Linked DNA regions of Sus scrofa: region 2 is linked to region 1. A link is a contact called in public HiChIP or PLAC-seq data. All regions are on one chromosome and are shown on one strand. The core of a region is the stretch at or near the end of the contact, and the rest is flanking DNA. Distances in the headings are between cores, read along the strand shown. Region 1 has its middle 5.3 kb from the start of GPX1. Region 2 overlaps DAG1 (dystroglycan).

Region 1 (4,043 bases), core at 237-2,736:
TGTTTTTGTTTTTTCACATGACAAGTCAGCATTTGAATTCGTGGGTAGGTCAAAGTTGAAGAATGTCAGATCTCACGTTTGCTTCTCTCTTATGCCCAGGGCCAGGGCCTGTGAACCCTCACTCCTTGGGCAAGAACTTCTCTCATTTGAGCTCCTCCTTCCCATCCCAGCAGCGCTCAATGCCCAGTAACTTGCTGACCAGCCCCAGCTGGGATCTTTTTTTTTTTGTCTCTTGTCTGTATAGGGCTGCACTCAAGGCATATGGAGGTTCCCAGGCTAAGGGTCTAATCAGAGCTGTAGCTGCCAGCCTATACCAGACCCACAGCAATACCAGATCCAAGCTGCATCTTCGACCTATACCACAGCTCATGGCAACGCCGGATCCTTAACCCACTGAGCGAGGCCAGGGGTCGAACCCACAACCTCATGGTTCCTAGTCAGATTCGTTTCCGCTGCACCAAGACGGGAACTCCTCTGGGCTTTATTTTAGTGCCAGCCCAGGTGTGTCACACCTCCATGTATAAAAGCATGCTCTTCCAGCCTATTTGGTGATTGTAAAAACAAAAACCTGCCAAATTCATAGTACTCTGACAGGGATCCCTGCCCATTCTTTATAAATCCATGCTGTGTTCTCTTGGGGAAATCTATAGCCAGTTCCAGTATTTTTTTTACCCAGTATTACCCCAAAGTTAGAACCTGTATGAAAAGACTGATCAAGATAGAAATGCCTCTTTAAAAATAAGCTGCTTTTTTTTTTTTTTTTTTTTTTTTGCTATTTTTTTGGGCCGCTCCCGCAGCATATGGTGGTTCCCAGGCTAGGGGTCGAATCGGAGCTGTAGCCACTGGCCTACGCCAGAGCCACAGCAACGCGGGATCCGAGCTGCGTCTGCAACCTACACCACAGCTCACTGCAATGCCAGATTGTTAACCCACTGAGCAAGGGCAGGGACCAAACCCGCAACCTCATGGTTCTTAGTCGGATTCGTTAACTACTGCGCCACGACGGGAACTCCGAAAATAAGCTTGTTTTAAATAATGTTTGTAGAACGACATTGAGACAGAATAAGGAAGTCATCTGATACAGGGGTAATTGTGCAAGAAATGCCTGAATCAGATGAATTTTATCTTTTTTTTTCAGTTCTATGGAGGTATACTTGACAGATAAAATTGTAAAATATTTAGTGTGTACATTGTGATTTAATCTACATATATATATTTTATCAGATATTATGTTTTTAAAAAAACACCAAAAAAAAATTTAACAGCAGCATTTCTGGAAGAACTACTAAAATGGAGGCTCTGAACCTATTGGGAAACAGAAGGGCTCATTCCCTTTTCAGAAGACCTGTGGCCTATATGCTGCTGCCTGCCCCCAGATCAAGCGATGTCCTGGAGGCACTACTACCAAAGGCCAGGACCTCAGGCAGGCTCACTGGGATTCCTTCACTTTTACTTGTTTAATTTGAGCTGCTGATTCACAATGGGGTGGAGTGGGTACAGGTCAGAGCCAGTAGCAGTTGTGTGGTTGTATGAGAAAGAATGTGTGTGTGTGTGTGCTAGGGGAAGATGTCTAGTTTCTTGGGTAGGAAGATGCAGTGTTAACTGGCTTTATTCTGAGTCTTCCTGAAAAGGAGAGGGTTGGTATGGACAGTTGAAGGGGGCAAGCAGCTTCAAGTCTGAGAAGGAATATTCACCAGCCAGGGTCAGCCACATGGGAATCTCAGAAGTTCCCTTTTCTGGCAGCTCAAGGCATAAACTGAAGAAAAAAAAAAAAAAAGTGGGCATGGAGGGGTGAGTCACCAGGCACCCTGAAGGGAAGAGGTTGGTATCAGTTCAAAAAGGCCTGTGTTCCCACTCCAGAGCCAACAACAGAGTGTGGCTTGGGCCACACTGACCCTTTACAGGAAAGAAGAGAGTTGGAGCAGGAAGGCTGTCCTTATGGGTTCAGCTAAAGGTCATTGAGTAAGATCCTAAATCCCCAGACTTTCCACGTCAACAACTCTGGAGGCTGGTTGTGGATATAGATTTTAACAAGCCCTCAGGTGATTCTCAGGCATTATATATTAGCTCCTAGAACAGGACCTAGTCCATTTGGGGCACAGGCTGTCTTGTTTCAGCTCTAACTGCCCCCCATCCCCCCACCCCACAACAACAAATCTGTACTACATTTGCTAAGGAACACTCAGTCTCTCAGTCCACAAACACTTGTGCAGATAACCGTTTTTATGAAATGCCCCTTCCCTTGGATCCTGACTCTATCCATCTACCTCTTTGCCACCTCACCCAGGATTGTGAGTCAATAGGATTTCGAATAGGTTTAGGCCCCCAGGTCTTCTTGCCGTTCTCCCCAGGTGAGACCTTATCCCCTCCAATGGCTACTTACTGACCTCTTGACTAGAACTTTGTCTCTAACCCAAATTCCTTTTCTGAGCCTCTTGTAAGCACTTGCCCCAGATATCTCCATCTGGATCTGAGCTCATCTCCTTCTTGCACCTGCTTCTCCTTGTGTTCTCCATTTGTCATTGACGCTAACTTTCCACCTCAGGCCCTGGCACAATGAACTCCTTGCCGGTCTGCCCTCCTTCAGCTTCTTCCTTGGCTAGTGGCTTCTTTATTATTATTATTATTTTGTCTTTTCAACGGCCGCACCTGAGGCATATGGAAGTTCCCAGGCCAGGAGTCTAATCGGAGCTGCAGCAGCTGGCCTATACCACAGCCATAGCAACACAGGATCCAAGCCACGTCTGCGACCCACAGCATAGCTCACAGCAATGCTGGATCCTTAACCCACTGAGCAAGGCCAGGGATCGAACCTGCATCTTCATGGATACTAACTAGTTGGGTTCGTTACCTCTGAGCCACAATGGTTCAGCTAAAGGTCAGCTAACTCCCTAAATGCCACATCTTTTCCCTAAATGCCCTTTGCTCCTTTTCGCAACACTCACTTACTCCTGTGTCATGTACTTGACTCTGTTATCACAAAATGCATATTTTGTTCTATGAACGGAGTACAGGGTACTTTGAAAATACATTAGAAAGCCTGGCCCAGCAGAGAGCATCATGCTTGCCTCTTGGAGGGAATGAGTGACAGTGAAGCTGAAGAGTGGTCAAGAAGCCATTAGCCAGTGTAGTTCCCATTGTAGTTCAGTGGTAATGAGACCAACTAATATCCATGAGGACTCGGGTTTGGTTCCTGAGTTGATCAGTCTGCAAGTGACCATCAACAATTCTTGGCCCTGTTTTGAAAGGAAAGTTGTTTTCTTTATATTAAATGACAGACATCTGCTGATTCATGTCAATCACGATGCCCTATGGACCCTGAGGAGATGACCAGCTTCATTCCACCTCCCAGACTCTTACCCTCTGGGGAAGTAAGTTGACCAGTCACAGATGTAATCATGACTCCTGATTCTCTATCTGCAAAACAGAAACCGACCCAAAAAGCAAAACAAAACAAAAAACCAGAAACAAAAAAAAGAGAACAGACAGCTGCCAAGGGGGAGGGGGAGGGAGTGAGATGGGCTGGGCTGCGAGTTTGAGGTTAGTGGATGCAAACTATTATACTTTTTTTGTGTGTGTGGTCTTTTTAGGGCCACACCCAGAGCATATGAAAGTTCCCAGGCTAGGGATCGAATCGGAGCTACAGCTGCTGGCCTACACCACAGCCATAGCAATGCTGGATCCTTAACCCACTGAGCAAGGCCAGGGATCGAACCCTCATCCTCATGGATACTAATCGTGTTTGTTACTGCTGAGCCACGAGGAGAGCTCCCCAAACTATTACATTTGGAATGGATAGACAGTAAGTTCCTACTGTATAGCCCAGGGAACTATATCTAACCTCCTGAGATAGGCTATGTTGGAAAATAATATAGAAAAAATATATTCAGTATGACTGAATTACTTTGCTGTATAATAGAAATTAGCACAACATTGTAAATCAACTATACGTTAAAAAACAAAACAAAACAAAACAAAAAAAAAACCCTGGTTCTGAGAGGAGCATAGATATGTTGGGGTCTAAATGAGGAACAGGGCTGTCT
Region 2 (3,777 bases), core at 997-3,496, 140 kb after region 1:
TTAAGAGACTTGGAGCCATTGAGCGCTCCTGGTTGAATGTTGGGTAGCAGTAGGTTCTGTACCTGGAACATAAAATTCAGCTGAGCTGTCCAGTTGTAATTCTTTGGTGTTTTTTTTTTGGTCTTAGGGCCACAGCCACGGCATATGGAGGTTCCCAGGCCAGGGGTTGAATCGGAGCTGCAGCCGCCGGGCTACACCACAGCCACAGCAAGGCAGGATCCAAGCTGTGTCTGTGACCTACCCCACAGCTCATAGCGATACCAGATCCTTAACCCACTGAGTGAGGCCACGGATCGAACCTGTATCCTCATGGATGCTAGTCAGATTCGTTTCTGCTGAGCCGTGGCGGGAACTCACAGTTGGAATTCTTTAGAACAGAAATTTTAAGATTTTTTTTTTTTTGCCTTTTAGGGCCACTGGAAATTTTAAGATTTTTTGTTTGTTGTTTGGTAGGATGAACTTAGTCTAGAATGTCAGAACCTTACTCTGTAAAGTCAGCATCCTCCTGGGAAACCTGAAGTGTTTTTAGGCTTTCTTGATTCCTTGAGGGACAGATTGAACATAGAGCTGTGGGGTGTGAGGAAGATGAGGGTGCTCAACTTCTGAGCAGAGGATAATTATCCTAAAGACAAATACTGTGTTCTAGCCTCCAGGTGATGAAGGCACTGTATTTTATGATTCTGTGTTGAGGGGGAACTGCCTGTGGGTTCCCATTAGAGAAGGCTCCAGGTGATTTCCAGATGGTGAAGGCATTTGGTCTTTGACCTTTGTGTTAGAGACAGTGAGGGTAGAGCCGTTGGCTTTTAACAGATAAGAAAATGACATGATACCACCAGAGGGGAGCTGAAAATCTCTAAATGCTCAGTCTTAATCCTCTGATAGGGTAGAGGGGAAGCAGAGCCCACAGGGCTTCTCCCAGCCTGGGAGTAGTCCTGGGGCAGTTCAGAACAGTCCAGAGGAGGCCACTGTACAGGAACTGATTCTCAGTACAACAGAATCCTGTGTAGAAATAAGCCCATTTTTATTGCAGGCACTGCAGACTCCTTATCGTTGTGACAGGATTATTGACCTTGGCTGTTTTATTTTGAATTTGGATCTGGGGTGGCAAAAGCAGGACACTTGTGTGTATACAAGTTCCTTAGCTGGTCTGCTCATGCAGGTTGTCTGAAGCACAGAAACATTACACACATAAGATGATATGAGTGACTAGATTAAGATTGTTTGTATTTTGTATGTATGCGTATATGTGTGTTTTTTGTTGTTGTTGTTTTGTTTTTTTGTTTGTTTGTTTTTGGCTGCACCCACGGCACACGGAAGTTCCCAGGCCAGGGCTCCAACCTCTCCTCAGCAGTGACTTGAGCCATAGTAGTGACAACACCACCCCAGATCCTTAATTCACTAGGCCACCAGGGAACTCCTGTATATATATTTTAAGGGTTTTTTTTTTCCTTCCCCTCTTGCACCTGTGGCATATGGAAGTTCCCAGGCCAGGGATTGAATCTGAGCTGCAGCTGCAGTAGTGCCAGATCCTTAACCTGTTGAGCCGTAGTGAGAAACCTAAGGTGTGTATTTGTGTCAGGTCCTTTTCTTTTCATGCATCACCTTACCTAATGAATATATGTTATACTTGGAAAAAGTTAAAGAAAAGAGGAGTTTGATTTAGGAAGTGTTTAAAATTAAATATTAACTGTTAAATGGCTCTATAAGACAGGCTAACCATGCGCTATGGAGGGGACTGTCATCTGGCACCCAGCAAGCAGGCCCAGTTGGCACTGAGTTTCAGTTATTTGTTCATTAAAGCAGATGGTTTTTGAGTCACTGTCATGTCCAGGGCACTGTGCTAGGCCCTGGAAATCGATTGGTGATGGATAAGAGAGGATTGGGCCCTACCCCTGCCCTGAAGAAAAGAGTGTGGATAAGTGATTATTGTTTCCCTTCAGTTGATTTTTTTTTTTTTTTTTTGGGCTTTTTAAGGCCATACCTGCAGCATACAGAAGTTCCCAGGCTAGGGGTCAAATCAGAGCTGCAGCTGCTGGCCTACGCCATAGCCACAGAAATGCCAGATCTGAGCTGCATTTATGACCTACACTGTAGCTCATGGCAGTGCCAGATCCTTAATGAGGCCAGGGATTGAATCCACATCCTTATGGATATTAGTTGGGTTTATTACTTCTGAGCCACAGCGGGAACGCCTCAGTTAATCTTTTTCAGAAGAAGTGTAGTTTGGAGAACCTGATGGTACTGCCATGTGCCTCTGATTCATCGTAAGGGGAAGTGGGGGGCATAAGGGATCAGGGAGAGGATCTTAGCTTGTAAGCCATTCTAGATTATTTTCAAAGCCAAGCTGACATTTGGGTACACATTGATGTGTCTGTGTCCTATTGAGCCATTTCCTGACCCTGATGCCTTAGGCGATTCTGATGGGGTCTTCGAGATGGAGTTGCAGGGAGTGGTCACAGTGAACTGTGGGTACCCCTTTTGGTTTGATAATGATTTGGATGAGGGTGTGTGTTAGGGGGGCTTTGCAGGATAATTGAGGAAGCTGCAGGAGGAGATGGGAGGGGAATTAGGAAAGATGAACCTTGGAACGGGGTAGGGAGGGAGAAGATCACTCACAGTGTGCAGAGGAACTTTGCCATATTTGCTGTTTTTTGTTTTTTTGTGGCCTTGCCTATGGCATGTGGAAATTTCTAGGCCTGGGATTGAACCCAGGCCACAGCAGTGACCAAGCCATAGCAGTGACAGCACTGGATCCTTAACTGCTAGGCTACCAGGGAACTCTTGTGTTTTCTCTTTTAATCCCTAAGTCAGCTGAAGGAGGTTGGAGGTGAGGAGTGCAGTGGGTTACTGTCTGGGGATGGAGAGGAGTGGAGACTAGAGGCCACTATGGGGCCATGTCAGCTAGTGGTAGGGGTGGGAGATGGGGATGGAGGCTTTGGCCAACCATGAGAGGATGGAGTTCTGGTGGCATAGATAGAGCCAGCTGAACAGAAACAGAGGCTGTGAGATTGTACTAGCCCAGAGTTGAGGAGCCTAAAAGACAATGCTGGTGTGCTTGACCTGGGGAGGAAGTTAAAACTTTTCAGTCTCTGGGAATCAGGAAAGTCTACTGTGGAAGGGAGTAATGACTGGATACATTGTCAGGATTTGGGGGCACCTTGTTTTTAAAAAAAACCTCAACACCTTTACTATATCCCTGGGAACCAGTTGAGAGGGATAAGGGAGCTATGCAGGTAGCTACAACATGAGCTTAGTAAGCAGCAAAGCTATTGGAGTGTGGGACCTGGATGAACAGCCAGTGGTGGTTCCCAAGGCCCAACCCCTGAAAGAGAGGTCACCACACAGTTGCCTATGAGGCCACCCTCTCTGTTCTGTGCTTCCTGTTGGGATTGTCTTTTTGCATATGCTGTTTCATAAAGTCCTCAAGCTCTTCCAGGGCTGGTTTTATGTTTATTTCATCTTATTTTTAAAATATATGTTTCTAAATTTAAAAAACTTTACTAGTGTAAGATGAAACAAAAATGGAGAAAACAACCCCCCCCCCAAAAAAAAAAGTATAGCTTAGTGAATTATAAGGTCAAGAAACAGAGCATTGTTGGTTTCACTACAGGTCCCTTTGTGGGCCCCAACTCTGCCACAACTCCCCTCCCGTTCCTTCCCAAGGTGATCCCATCTTGTCTTTTTGTATCCATTTCCTTGCTTTTAACAATTGTTTTATCTCTGAAATGTCTATCCTTAGACACTGCATTTTAATTTTGTCTTTTTTTTAAGTTGGCA

Evidence for each region. HiChIP or PLAC-seq counts read pairs in DNA pulled down with a chosen protein or histone mark.
Region 2: a contact with region 1 is called in an H3K27ac HiChIP or PLAC-seq map of alveolar macrophages. The contact joins two enhancer-like sites. A contact is called at or near these places in 1 of 47 Hi-C or Micro-C datasets (fibroblasts) and 2 of 2 datasets of contacts at active chromatin or transcription factors (alveolar macrophages and skeletal muscle).

The regions. Positions count from the first base shown.
Region 1 is chr13:31,910,050-31,914,092 of Sscrofa11.1, forward strand. No RefSeq gene overlaps it. Among named protein-coding and RNA genes, the nearest start is that of GPX1, 5.3 kb to the right of the region's middle. Within about 2 kb of position 1,487, at least 22 of the 83 cell types and tissues checked have an H3K27ac peak or open chromatin away from gene starts, as enhancers often do. A contact at or near this core is called in alveolar macrophages, where this site is marked.
Region 2 is chr13:32,044,460-32,048,236 of Sscrofa11.1, forward strand. The region is part of intron 1 of DAG1 (dystroglycan); the gene reads left to right. Among named protein-coding and RNA genes, the nearest start is that of DAG1, 18 kb to the left of the region's middle. Within about 2 kb of position 2,247, at least 8 of the 83 cell types and tissues checked have an H3K27ac peak or open chromatin away from gene starts, as enhancers often do. A contact at or near this core is called in alveolar macrophages, where this site is marked.